Regions from separate parts of the Mus musculus genome. Here regions 1 and 3 are each linked to region 2. A link is a contact called in public HiChIP or PLAC-seq data. All regions are on one chromosome and are shown on one strand. Each heading gives the region's core, a stretch centred on a gene start, on an enhancer-like site or on the middle of the called end of the contact. The rest is flanking DNA. Distances are from core to core; before and after follow the strand shown. Region 1 has its middle 36 kb from the start of Dlk1. Region 2 has its middle 37 kb from the start of Gm34554. Region 3 overlaps Begain (brain-enriched guanylate kinase-associated).

Region 1 (4,239 bases), core at 341-2,840, 540 kb after region 2:
TTTAGGGACACACTATTAGCAAGGAGAGCTCACTGGGTGAACTGTCTCCCATGCTATCATAAGGACCTGAATTCAGATTCCCAACACCCATGTAAAACTCAGACATTGTGACGCATGAATGTCACCCCAGCACTGGAGTGGTGGAGACTGAGACATCTTCTGAGGTAGTGGCCAGCCAGCCTGGTGGAATCCATGAGCTCCGGATTCTGTGTGAAGCCGTGTCTTATTTTGAGTAAAGACAGCGATCGAGGAAGATACCCAGCGGCGCCAACCTCTGGGTTCCACACATGCAGGCACCCTCGTAAACATGTGCAGAAAAAAAAAAAAAGCAATAAAAATAAACAAAACAGTAGCTGCTGTTATTAGGATTCCCACGTTCTGGGGTAAACTGAGGCACAGTCACCTTGGTTTGCCAACGATTTGCAGTGGGTGAAAGACACTGGCCTCCATAGCCTATGAACTTACGTCTGAAGAGTCTCAGCTTCCCTACCCCACCTTCTCATTCTGTGGCCAAGAGTAGAGGGAAACTGTCACCTTAGGGCCTGGAGGCACCTTTCACTTGAGTGAGCTACCCAAGACGCCATGAAAATGAATAAATCTTTATTTAAAAGCCATCAGTGCATGCTTGTCATTCCGGGGCCCAGGAGATGATGCTCAGCAGCCACATAGCTTAGTCTTAATGAGACATCTTCAGGCTGAGTAAGAGATCCCTATCTTACACCTCAAAGTGGACAGGCAGCACCTCACAGACACTGAGACGGTATTTACACAGACAGTGAGAAATGTCACTGAGCTCCACCTCCGACCTTCACATAAGACGCACACCCAGGCACTCAAACACACGTGAACATTCATGGGCACGCGTGCACACAGCATTACCGGCTCAAGCCTGAAAGACCTTGTTCCACACCTCTCTTTAATGTGGGGTGTGGTGAGCTAGACTGGGAAAGCTGATGGTGGTGGCAGCAAACACCCTGAATTCCAGTCTCCATTCTACCTACCCTTAGCAGCTGTGTGGCCTTGTGTGCATTACCTCCACTCTCTGTGCCTCTGGATCACCCCCTCTGTAGCTTGAGAGCTAGCCCTGCCCTTTACACAGTGAGTCCTGGGCCTAGAAGGAACAATGCCTGCAGCTTACCACACTTAGAGAAGACTTCATGCCTATCCTGGCTCACAGACCTGTCTCCCAGGCCTGTGTCATGTGCCACTGAGTGTCGCTTGTGGGAACATCCTTTGGGGACTGTCTTGCTTGTCTTGTTGTCCCCATTGCTCTATGAATTTGATTTAATAGGGTCCAGCAGCCCCCCCCCCCCAGTCCAAGTTTGGCCACGGTTTCCCCAGGGATACATGACAGAGGGACAATCCAAAGATGTGACACAAGCAGGGGCTGAGCAGCTCCCTAGCAAGAGGAAAATTCTAGAACGCGAGTCAGGGCTCCATCCCTTGGTTTTTAAGATTCCCTGAGCTTCCCACTTGCAGTAGAAACAGCTTACTTTCAGATTAGTCAGCCAGTGTGAGTCAGTCAGGGCCTCACCAGCCCTGCCTGTGGAATATTGATGCAGTCTGCTCTGCCAAGGGGGCGGAGGGGCCTCCTGGGGGCCCAGGGCCCCTGCCTGCAGCCATTCCATCCGTTTCAAGGTTTGCTCAGTGCCTCACCACGCACACAGGCAGCCCCTTCCTTGTTTCTCTGGCCCAACATCACCGCCCCCCCTCCAGAGACAGGGTGATTAATCCCCCCATACCGGAGGAGCAGGGGCCAAGCAGCCACATAAGTCATGCCCACGCTGACAGCAGGCAAGGTAGACGCCCAGAGCTTTGGCCTTGGTGCACGTTGGGGAGGGAGGCCCCATTGGCCTTCTGCTCTGAAGGGGGAGAGGGGCCTGGAAAGCAGATTGCACACAGAGCAGTGTTGTCTCCAAGAGGAGAGGGGAGAGCAGCCCACACCCTTTGAGGCGCCATAGTCCCCTCCTTCCTGGATTCACGTGCTCTCATTCCTTCATGTGCTCACAGCCCTTTGCTGATCGCCCCCCTCCCTGGGGCTCCCAGTGGAGCCCTGCCTAGACCTAGACTGGCCGTGGGGTCTTGTGGAGAGAGACAGCTCCCACATGAGGGACACCCAGGGAAAACAGGCCACGTGGGCCTAGTAAGGTGAGGCCGCCTGGCCGTGGAGGGGCGTGCAGGCAGAACTGTAGGGAGGAGAAGCCTCAGCTTGAAGCCCAGGGTTGGATCCCGAGGAAGTGGCATTCCTGGCTCATTGTCACTGTGGCATGGGGACCAGAGCGAGAGGGGCCTGTGAGACAGAGGACATGGCCTTAGCAGGGATGAGACAGAGGACAAAGGCAATAATGTATGAACCAGAGGGGGAGGTCAACCCCGTCTCTCCAGATGTCCCCAAGGCTGCATGTGGAGCCAGGATGGGGTTTCTGGGGAGGGCTGGGGGGTATTCAGGAAAGCTGCTGTAAGGTCACAGGAGGGCCAGTGGAAAATGTCTTCACCTGTCTGGAGCCTGTCCCCAGGGTGGGGAGAAGGACAAGAGGGAGAGTCAGCTCTTCATTCCTTCTAGCTGACAAGGAGCTTAGACTTGTCTGCAGTTGACAGATTCCAGGATTCTCTACCTGTCCCTTACCCTCCTCACTGTAACTCCAACACACCCAGCTCTGACATTTCTTGGCCTCCCTCCATTCTCTAGGGGGTCACCTAAGTCCTCTGAGATCATGTTTAGAATGTTGCAGAAACCCGGGGCCGGATTGGATTGCCTGGCTCTCCTCCCATTGTTTTGTAGGCCTCTCCTGAATTGCTGGAGATGTGGGGAAAGCGAAGACGCAGGATATTCCTGCCTGGTGCCCCCTGTCCATCCCTGAGCTACATACACAAAGAAAATCGGCTCTCCCTTGAGGTTAATCCATTCTCCTTTCCAAGGGTCAGGTCCAGGAAGGTGGCCTTTACAGCAGCTTGGGTCATGTTTTCCCCCCAAGGTCTCAGGATGATGATAGCCCACCCAAGACATGGAGGTCATGGTCAGACAGGAACAATAGTCAGTCAGGACCCCAGGACCAGGAGAAGATGGCTGCCACCTGGAGGCTGTCTGGATTTAGCAAGAAGAACCCAGCATGTCCCCACTTCTGGTTAAGAAGTTTTAGAGTTTGGAGGGGTTGCAGTGGGATCAGTGGTACCACCAGCATGGAGGGAGTAAGTTGGGAGGCCCAGGACTCCAAGTAGCGCTAGGACAGCCCCTCCTTATGCTCACAGCTCCTCCTTCACTTGCCATGAGCCCTGACTCTGACAGGCCTAGAAAGGAGGCTCAAGTAGAGCAGGGGACATAGGGTTTGGTCCCTTCAAGGCTCTGGGAGGGACCTAGAGGGGATCAGAGAACACCTGGCAGTGGGAAAGCCTGAGCCAGACCCACAAGTCTGAGCGCAGCCTGGGTGACGCTCTCCCTCCTTCTGCCTTTGAGACAGGGATGGGAGCTTCAAGTGGTTAAGCCAATCGTGACAGAAGGGGAGAGGTGCGAGGTGGGCGACCCCTGCCAGACACGTCTACTTTGTGTTCTTTTCATTGAGCTGCCCTTTGGCCCACAGCACTCACAGCTCTAGCTGGATTTGTTCCCTGCCTTTGAGTCTTGTCATGCCAAGTTCACTGACTGGCTATGGGAATTTCAGGTGTGCAATGCACCCACATGCACAGGCCTTGTCCCTGACAGTTCTCTGCTATCTCTCTGAATGTCGGCTCATCCTAAGTGCCCAGGGAGAGAAAGAGGAAGGGCTGCCCACAGTGGGAGTGTGGCTTCATCATGGATAGATTTTCTTTCTCCATAGAAGCTTTAAATCATAATTCCTTACCTGTGAATTCTTATCCTAGTGTGACTGAATGTGGAGGGCCTTGCTCACACAGAACGCAATGTCTTGAGGTCTTATCCACACAACACTGGAGTTCTAGGGTTTTAGTTGGGTCTTACATCCCATCTAGTTTCTTGAAGTTGCACACACACCTCCTTGAATCTCTCAGGACCTACCTTTACACAAACTTGAGTCTTTTGAGGTCTAATTCAACAGTGAGTCTCTCAGGGTCTCTCACACTCAACATCGACTCTCCTGGGGTGTTAATCAACATGGGGGTCTCACCCACTCAACATGGAGTTTTCGAGGGTTGCATTCACTTAATGTTGAATCTCTTGGTGCCTCTCAGAACACTGAACCTTTTTGGTATCTCACCCAACACTGAGTCTCTCAGGGTCTCACC
Region 2 (4,419 bases), core at 1,220-3,719:
ACGAGCGTGGAGGCCAGACACCAATCTTGAACACTGTTCTCAGGAGTCATTCATGTTGCTTGTGAACATGGAGCCCACTGATTTAGTCAGGCTGCTGGTTGGCGAGCCCTAGGGATTTTCTCACTCCTCCAGGGCAGGCATTACAAGGGTGTTTGCCACCAGAGCTGTACTTTTCGAATGGGTTCTAGGGATGGAACGCAGGTTTTCATTCATGCATGAATGTGTCCTTAGAGTAATCTCTTCTGTAGTGTGACTGAGCTTTGCAGTGAGCTGTGATGAAGACCACAAGACCCTCTGCTCCTATGCACATGGGCTTTCTGGCCTGCTCCACAGGCCTCATGGTGACCCTGGGGTTCTTTTGGCTGCCATGCCGTTCCCCCTCTACCCCTTCTTCTTCTGATCCCTGAGACTGATCAAGTCAGAGGCCACAGAGGTTTCTTGTTGTGCCTTTCCCTGAGTCTAGAAGCAGTGAGGGAAAATCCCACTGCCCAAGGCCTGCCTCAGGAGAGTGTGAAGCAATCTCTCTTGTCCTCCATGAGCAACCCTGACCTGACAATACCCTGCTAGACTGGGAACTCTTTGTGGAGGCCGTGGTGGGGTTAGGAGACAGGGAGAGCATCAGGGTGTGCCTCGGGGCCTACCAGGTTCTGCGAGTGTATCAGTAGACAAGGGAGATGACCATCCCTCCTGCTGTGCACCTCTGTCCCCAGGAGAGGCTGTCCATCGATCTTCTTTCCAAGGGCGTGCTGGCTGCATGCAAGTGCATAGGCTCACCACTCCAGGTCTGGGGTCTCGAACTCAGGCAGCTGCCCTAGGATGTAACCACCAAATGGACTTTTTTCCTGTTGGCATGGGGTGGGGGGTGGGGGGCAGAGATATGGGGTTACCTGAAGGACCTGGAGCAACACCCAGGAGGTAAGATCTAAGATTCACTAAGGAAGCAGAGACCCCGGAGTGCTCTTTAAGCCTTCCCTATTTGGACCTAATAGAAGGGAATATCCACACCAAACACCTGAGGGGCCAGCTCCTCACACACAACAGATGGCCAGGGTCTGAGCTGACACTCCCTCTCATTTGGATGGCCTTGCAGACTGAGGTCATCTGCAGGATCCAGGCAATGGGCTCTCCAGACCCTTTAGACCCAACAACCTGAGAAGGGAGGTTTGCCCTGAGCAGAGGCAAGCCCCACAACAAGGAAAGATAAGCTTAGCATCGCTGTCAGATCTAACAAATAACAATGCAGATCACTAGTTAGTGTGGGTTCTAGTGTTTAGTGCTAGCATGTTCCAAACATGACTGCTTATCAGGAAGTTGCATATAACTGGACACCTGACATGCCACTCAGGAATCCAGAAAGGAGGCTGACTTCTGACCAGCCATTGAAAACTCTCCCTACCTGTTGACCCCATCCTCTGTTGCATCTCTGACCATGAGGGTCCCTCCACTTCTCACTGCCAAGCTCTTTGCTCCCAAAACTCCCTCATCCCCAGTGATCCTGACAAAGTGCCCCATTGGGTGGGAATTGGCCTTTAGCCCCCACTGCTACATGGTGGGTTCCTGCTTCTGGAAATCTTGGAGGCTTCAGTTTGGGTTCCCCCCTCTAGTTCACCTCAGTGTTAGAGGAGGCCCGAGGGTGTCCCTCCATGGGGGAATGCTGAGAAGTCACTTGACACAGCTCCTGGGTCCTTACCATCAGACCCTGAAGTGCTAAGCTCACAAGATGTTGCTTCTGAGCTCTGACACCCCTCAGGAAATGACTGAGAACTATTGCCAGGGCATGACTTAGCAGAGGCCACCAAGAGCTGGTGGCAGAGCAGAGGTATCTTCAGGTGGAGGACTTTGGGGTGCTGGTCATTTTCTTTGAGCTCCTGGTGGTATGGTACCGGAGGCGGCCCCTCTCTCCCCTAGGCAGGGTGGAGTGTCCGTTTGCAAGCTGACCGAAACTCCGTGGGTCTGGAGGTCTCAGGCCAGAAATGTTTTCATTTTCCCAGAGGGTAAATGCGCTCCTGCCTGGGTGGTAAGTGGAGCCCTGTGATTGGTTTACCATCTACTCTAGCCCCAGGCCCTTGGGCACGGAGGACGGCCACTGGGGGGCAGTGCTAGCCAGGAGACCTGGCAGGGATCCACCCTCCTCCCGCCAGAGGCCCTGCGGCAGGGAGCTGTGCATACCAGACTCTTACTCACAGTGAGTGAGGATCAAGGTAGTGCTGGACTCTGGGCTTTCTCCTAATGTCCAGAGCCACACCCATCTGGACTCCCCCCTCCATCTCTTTCTCTCCCAACACACACACACACACACACACACACACACACACACACGCACGCACGCACACACGCACGCACGCACGCACGCACAGGCTCAGATTAATTTACCCAGCCTACTTCTTTATCTCCAAAACTGAGCCCAGTGTCCAGTGCCGCTTTGAGGGTGCTCCACATTCCATCAAGGTCGCTCAGCCTCAGCTTTGGCCCTGGGATGGGTTATGCTGCACTGACTGTCCCCCTTGCTAGACTGCAGTGCCAGGAAGTCTTCCATCCTAGCCAGTCCCAGTACCCATTTTACAAATGGCAAAACCAAGGCCCTGAGACAGGTAGTGACTTACCCAGGGACACACAGAAAATTAGGAATGGTTTCCCTGTTCTTCCTCTACGCCCCTTCTGCATACACACTGGGTGGCACTCAAATCTCGAGGACCTTAGGAGGCCCACCCCTGCATCAATGTCCCCCATGTCCTTCCCCTGCAGATTCCAGACCTCCTAGGGCCAATGCCTAACACTCTCCTGTGTCCTGTACTTAGCTCACAGTGGGCCTCACTGCAGGCAGGGCTCTTGCTTTCTGCAAATCTCCTCTTCTGTGGAATGGGGCATGCCTGAACCCTTGAGAGTCTGCAGGGAGAGAATGTATGCAAATTCCTGGAGAGTTCCAGGTGTTTAGGCATGAGCACCCAGTGGCCATCTATCTGCATTCAGTCTCCCTACCCTGTCCCAAGGTCCCTGGTGCTCTCCCACTGATGCTCCTGTTCTAGACGCCCCCGCTCCCCAGCCTGAGACAATGGATCCACCTGGCAGGAGGCTCATCTGGGCTCTGAGATACTGCCCCCTGTCTTCTTCAGTATTCAGTCCCAGGCAGGGTGGGCTCAGAGAGAAGAGATGCCCTGTGGCTTGGCACACACAGAAGGGACAGGGTGGAACATGTGGGTAGCCTGTGGCTTTCCTTAGGAGGTGTCCACCTGTCTGCTGTTGCAAACAATCACACACACACAGACACACACACACACACACAGAGAGAGAGAGAGAGAGAGAGAAGAACAAGCCATGTGAGGGAAGGTGGCAGCAAAAGGGGGTGTTAGGGGAGACATTCCTGAGGAGGCCCCGCAGTCATTACACATCAGTAGCTGGGTTTTTTTGTTTTGTTTTGTTTTGTTTTGTTTTTTGCCTCAGCTCCTCAGAGAGCTCCTCCGCGTGTCTCCTGGGCTTTGCCAGCTACTCTGAAGCTGCCAAGGTTTTCTGACATGGAAGCACAACTCTCCCTCACTTCTAGGCTGAGTGAGCTGTTTCCCATGAGTCTCAGAGCAAGCCAGGGGCAACAGCAAGAGCAATAGCATGGATGTACCAAGGCCACTGTCCCTGTCCCCTTATGCTGCCTGTACAGCTGCCCTACCCTCTCCTGTGTGTGTGGGTGTTCATGTGTTTGTGTGTTTGCATGTATGTGCATGTTCATGCGTGTGTGTGTGTGTGTGTGTGTGTGTGTGTGTGTGTTCATGTGTTTGTGTGTGCATATTCATGTGTGTATGTGTTCATGCGTGTGTTCATGTGTTTGTATGTTTATGTGTATGTATGTATGTGTGTGTGTGTGTGTGTAGGCCAAAGGTCAATGTCAAATGCTTTCTCAGTCACTTTCCCACCTTAATTTTGGAGACAAGGGTCTCTCATTGGCCTGGAGCTCCCAGGTCCGCTAGCCTGGCTGGCTGGTGAGCCCCCGGGATCCTCTCGTTTCCTCTGCTGGGGTGGCAGGTACACACTGCCTGGCTTCTTACAGCATTCAGCTCCTCAAGCTTGTGTGGCCTGCACGTCACCAATTCAGCCACCTCCAGGCCCCAAGTCTTGTTTTGAACAGTTCATTTTCAAAGCCTCCTCACAAGCCGGCTTCCTCTGTGTGCTTGGTGGCTTCCGCCCAGAAGTCTGGCCACAGTGTTTACTGCCCTGTGGGGTGGCCTGGAGGGCTGGCGTGGGGTGGTGCTTCCCACATTGCTGAGAAGTTTGGTGGGCAGAACACCCAGCTGCCCACAGTTTCCATCTTAGTTCAGCCAGGACAGCAGACACACAGTCAATGGTGATAACTCAACCCGTGTTTACCTGGAATCTTCCACGTGGGAGGCAATGACCTCGCTTGGAACCTGAGGATGGATTCAGTGTGGA
Region 3 (4,745 bases), core at 2,108-4,607, 930 kb after region 2:
ATGGAGTAGGCAGGGCAAGAGGACTTGGAGCAGTGTTCAGGGTAACTGGGAAAGGACAGACCTCTGATGGAAGGACCGAAGATGGGACTCAGGAGGCCTCTGTCCTACACATGATCCCAGACCACTCAGGACTTGTAACTTCAGCCAGCCCCAGTAGCACACAACAGCTGTGTAGATATCCAAAGGCCCTGTGAGATGGCTAGCCACCCTGCCACTGTCCCCTGTGGGCTGACTGTGGACACACTAATTAGCCTCTGCTCCTTACTGCAAGATCTTATGAGGTTCTGAGATTACAGTCTGGCCAACACAGTCTGAGGAAAGAAAAACAGCTGCCCTTTTGAACTCTAAGTCCATATAGGCAAAGTACAGAGTTAATTGGACAGCCAACAGTCTGGGGGTTGTGCTAGAAGTGCCAAGTGCCCAAGTGTGCCAGCTGTGGTTTCTGTTAGTCTCACTAGTATATTGCTTAGGATTTGGAGACTTGGCACTCAGAGGCCTGGTGGCCCTTCCTGGGGCAGGGAGGTCCCAAGCAGGAGACAGCTCAAGCCTAGCTCTTGTGTGCTGTGACTGTCCAAGGTCTCCTGCTTCTCCAGGTGGCATGCCCTAAGCCGACCTGGGCTGGCTGTTCAGTGCCTGCAGCCTTCTGGTTCTCATGACAGCTGCTGTGGGATCTTATAGGGGCTGACTTGTAACTCTGTTCCTAGGAAGTTCAGGGAGGAGTTGAGAGGGTCTAGAAGACCCAGTTTCCCTCCCTCATGCAGGCTGGTGCGAAGGTGGGCTGGGAGAGGGCAGCTCGGGACACTGGTCCCAGCTGAGTGGAGCTGAGGCAGTGTCCTTGGCTCTTTGGGCAATGCAGGTGCATGCTAGGCCAGCTGTAGTTTATGGAGAGCAGCAAGAAACAGTCCACCACAGGCACATGCAACAGAGATTTCTTTCCAAAGGGGAAACACCCCTCATTCCTACTGTTTGCATCTGTTTTCAGCTCACGAGGCTGAGCAGGCTCCCACTTGCACATGGGGTCACATACCTGCCCTGACCCCAGCACTGCTTGGCAAACCAGCCCCGAGGCCAGTCAATACCACAAACAGGAGACTAAGATGGGAGGGGGCTGGGGTTCATCACTGTCCCTGACTTGTGCCCAGAACTCCCACCGAGTCATCTTTGGATTCCAGGAGCTACAGGAATAGGAACCCCAGACCTGGTAGACCAACCTGCTAACTTCTGGGAGCTCAGAGCTGATGGGGGGCCCACCTGTTGTTGCCCCAGCCTGTGGAGGGCCTGGTGTTGACTGGGCATCCTCCACGCACCAGCAGGTCAAAGCAGTGACAGTGTGGAGCCCAGGCAGGGATCAACCACGACCAGCCACCCTGCCTGTTCTGTTCTGTTCTCCATTCCCATTGCCCTGCTGACTCTGGGCACCGGCCAGGGCAGCTGCGCCAAACACCGTCTCTTGTCTTCCAGGAGCTCTATAGGAAGGACTGCAATCTAGCGGCCCAGCTGCTGCAGTGCAGCCAGACCTACGGCAGGGTCCATAAGGTGTCCGAGGTAACGTGGCCCCGCCCCACAGCCAGGCCCGCCCCGTCCCAGGACCACCCGGCTCCTTTGGGGCCACCCCACCCCGAAGCCTCTCCCCACCCTCCAGGAAGAAGCTACCCGGTGAGCCTGAACCCTCGTCCCTCGTGCACCTGGGTCCCGGCTTCCTGATGGTGAAAGGAGCCCCCCCCCCCATTCCACACTTCCCAGACCCACCCTTGGGCTACACACAGCTGTTTCATTTGAGGGTTACCCCATGTGTGCGCCCCACCAAGCCACCATGGGGCCTGGTCACGATTAGAGACATGAAACCGACATGAAGGACAGGCCTTATTGAAGGCACAGAGTCCAAGTCTAGGCTGCCTGGTATCCAACTAAACTAGACAGAGCCCACCCTGCCCATCTGTGACCATTCTGGCCAGACTGTTTCTCCCACCACACATGCACAAGGAATATCCTACCTAGACCACTTTCCACGACCCTGTTCCCTAGGCCAGGCCAAACCTTCGACACTCACAAAATAGATCAAACAGTAGCGGGACACCCCCTACCTGCCACAGGCACTCCGTGGAGACCCTTGGCCTAGCACTGGCCGCTCAATCTTTGTTGCATCTGTTTTCTGAGTCTGTCTTGTTCAGCAATGCATGGGGGAGGAGGTCCCACACTGTCATCTGGCAGAAACAAGTCACCCCCTCCCTAGGCAGGACCCAGAAAGGGTGCTGGTCTGGAGCCTAGCTAGGGTCCAGCTTCTCTAGACTGTTGGGCCCCTTGGGGTAGGACGGGTACAGGTGCTGGGGACATCTTCGTCCTTGGGGGTTAAGTTTGTTCCCGCTGGTGTGAGGTGAGACACCTAGGGAGGCCTGTTGTCTGTCTGTCTGTCTGTCCGTCTCTGTCGGCGATGCTGGTGTAGCCCTGGCCTCGGGGCCAGGGTTGGGCCCCTTTGCTATGACCTGTCCCCATTCTCCTCTCCTCCTCACGCCCGTTCCAGCTGCCCTCGGACTTCCAACAGCGCGTGAGCCTGCACATGGAGAAGCATGGCTGCAGCCTGCCGTCCGCACTGTGCCATCCGGCCTACGCCGACAGCGTGCCCACCTGCGTCATCGCCAAAGTGCTGGAGAAGCCGGACCCGGGCAGCCTGTCCTCGCGCATGTCGGATGCCTCGGCCCGCGACCTGGGCTACCGCGACGGAGTGGAGAAGTCGGGCCCGCGGCCCCCGTACAAGGGAGACATCTACTGCAGCGACCCAGCTCTCTACTGCCCCGACGAGCGGGAGCACGCCCGGCGACCCAGCGTGGACACGCCGGTGACCGACGTGGGCTTCCTGCGGGCGCAGAATTCCACCGACAGCGCGGCGGAGGAGGAGGAAGAGGCCGAGGCGGCGGCCTTCCCGGAGGCCTACCGTCGGGAGGCCTACCAGGGCTACGCGGCCTCGCTGCCCACCTCCAGCTCCTACTCCAGCTTCAGCGCCACGTCCGAGGAGAAGGAGCACGCGCAGGCCGGCACGCTGACCGCCTCGCAGCAGGCCATCTACCTGAGCAGCCGCGACGAGTTCTTCAACCGCAAGCCCTCCGCCACCTACGGCAGCGGCCCTCGCTTCGCCAAGGCCGCGTCCACCCTGGGCTCCCCGCTGGAGGCCCAGGTCGCCCCAGGCTTTGCTCGGACTGTGTCTCCGTACCCGGCCGAGCCCTACCGCTACCCGGCCTCCCCCGGCCCCCAGCAGGCTCTCATGCCTCCAAACCTGTGGAGCCTGCGGGCCAAGCCGAGCGGGAACCGGCTTGCCGGGGAGGACATTCGAGGCCAGTGGCGGCCCGTGAGCGTGGAGGATGTGGGCGCCTACTCCTACCAGGCCGGCGCCGCTGCCGGCCGCGCTGCCTCGCCCTGCAACTACTCGGAACGTTACTACGGCGGCGGCGGCGGCGGGGGCGCCGCTGGCGGCGGCAGCCCCGGCGACAAGGCCGAGGGCCGTGCCAGTCCCCTCTATGCCACCTACAAGGCCGATAGTTTCTCGGAGGGCGATGACCTGTCTCAGGGTCATCTGGCCGAGCCCTGCTTCCTCCGAGCAGGTGGCGATCTGAGCCTCAGTCCCAGTCGTTCGGCTGATGCGCTCGCTGGCTATGCAGCCAGTGATGGGGATGGAGATAGGCTCAGGGTGCAGCTGTGTGGGGCTGGCAGTAGCCCGGAGCCCGAGCATGGCTCCCGCGAGTCCCTGGAGCCTAGCTCCATGGAGGCCTCTCCTGAAATGCACCCTCCCACTCGCCTCAGCCCCCAGCAGGCCTTCCCAAGGACTGGAGGCTCTGGGCTGAGCCGTAAGGACAGTCTCACTAAAGCCCAGCTCTACGGTACCCTGCTCAACTGACTGCTATCAGCAGACTGCAGTCAGGCGCTCCCTACCACCCTGCCCCATATAGGGAGTAGCTAACCCCACCCCCTCGTCCCAACCCCTGCCAAGGAAGTCCAGTTCCAGTTTCGCCTGACCCTCCTACTACCACCCCAGTAGAACCTGAAGAGACCCCCTCTGGCGCGTCGTCTTGTCCACCCCAGCCTCTGCTACAGACCCCCCAGCCTCTGCTACAAACCCCGAATATTTCTGCTCTGCACCCTTCCCTGAAGTGAGCATCCCCTGTTTTGTAAGTGAAGCTATTTTTTTAGGGAAAGAGAGTGTTTCTTCACGCACTTGCCGCTAGATTCTGGGTGGCAGCCTTGGCAAACCCCACATGAAGGTCCTTCATTTCCAGTGAGGGTGCATGGGGCCTGCCCCAGGGAAGGGGAGGCTGGGACCCTAGAGGGACCAGTCTCCACAAGAGGGGAGAAGCCAGAAACAAGGGAACAAGTGGGAAGTTCTGTACACTGAGGAGGGGAACCAAAGCCACTTAGGGCGCAGAAAATGTCTTCTGCTCTCGTCTCACAGTGCAGCCAGCACTCCGCCCTGATCCACCCTGAGCTTTTCCATGGCCCGGCCTGTGGGCCCAAGAGAGGCCAGGGACACCCCCAGAACAGCCGGTGCTCGTTCCTCCCCTTCCCCTCCCGACACCACCTGACTCTACCTCAGACATGAGGCTCCTCCCTCCTCCCACCCCTGTGAACCTGTCTTCTGTGATGCATGCCAGTCTCTTAGTACTGTATCTCGAACTCCTTAATAAAGGACAGCAGTGGAAAGAGCCCAGGTTTGCATTGTTTCTTTCCGGGCATCATTAACCAGTACTGAAGAAGGG

Evidence for each region. HiChIP or PLAC-seq counts read pairs in DNA pulled down with a chosen protein or histone mark.
Region 1: a CTCF HiChIP or PLAC-seq map of the NIH/3T3 cell line shows a contact between it and region 2, with 6 read pairs. The contact joins two enhancer-like sites. A contact is called at or near these places in 1 of 15 datasets of contacts at CTCF or cohesin (the NIH/3T3 cell line), 1 of 484 Hi-C or Micro-C datasets (cranial neural crest), 7 of 115 datasets of contacts at active chromatin or transcription factors (differentiating embryonic stem cells, embryonic basal ganglia, embryonic stem cells and 1 more) and 1 of 9 other capture datasets (embryonic stem cells).
Region 3: an H3K27ac HiChIP or PLAC-seq map of differentiating embryonic stem cells shows a contact between it and region 2, with 8 times the contacts expected there. The contact joins two enhancer-like sites. A contact is called at or near these places in 1 of 39 promoter capture datasets (trophoblast stem cells), 2 of 15 datasets of contacts at CTCF or cohesin (large pre-B cells and pro-B cells), 2 of 484 Hi-C or Micro-C datasets (embryonic stem cells and nephron progenitors), 6 of 115 datasets of contacts at active chromatin or transcription factors (differentiating embryonic stem cells, embryonic stem cells and large pre-B cells) and 2 of 9 other capture datasets (embryonic stem cells and embryonic trunk).

Annotation. Positions count from the first base shown.
Region 1 is chr12:109,415,347-109,419,585 of GRCm38.p6, reverse strand. No RefSeq gene overlaps it. Among named protein-coding and RNA genes, the nearest start is that of Dlk1, 36 kb to the left of the region's middle. Within about 2 kb of position 1,590, at least 98 of the 459 cell types and tissues checked have an H3K27ac peak or open chromatin away from gene starts, as enhancers often do. A contact at or near this core is called in the NIH/3T3 cell line, where this site is marked.
Region 2 is chr12:109,956,586-109,961,004 of GRCm38.p6, reverse strand. No RefSeq gene overlaps it. Among named protein-coding and RNA genes, the nearest start is that of Gm34554, 37 kb to the right of the region's middle. Within about 2 kb of position 2,469, at least 31 of the 459 cell types and tissues checked have an H3K27ac peak or open chromatin away from gene starts, as enhancers often do. A contact at or near this core is called in the NIH/3T3 cell line and differentiating embryonic stem cells, where this site is marked.
Region 3 is chr12:109,032,128-109,036,872 of GRCm38.p6, reverse strand. Begain (brain-enriched guanylate kinase-associated) reads left to right here. Exons shown (of 7, transcript NM_001163175.1): 6 at 1,462-1,545; 7 at 2,522-4,691. The coding sequence ends at 3,889. Among named protein-coding and RNA genes, the nearest start is that of Gm52002, 11 kb to the left of the region's middle. Within about 2 kb of position 3,357, at least 20 of the 459 cell types and tissues checked have an H3K27ac peak or open chromatin away from gene starts, as enhancers often do. A contact at or near this core is called in differentiating embryonic stem cells, where this site is marked.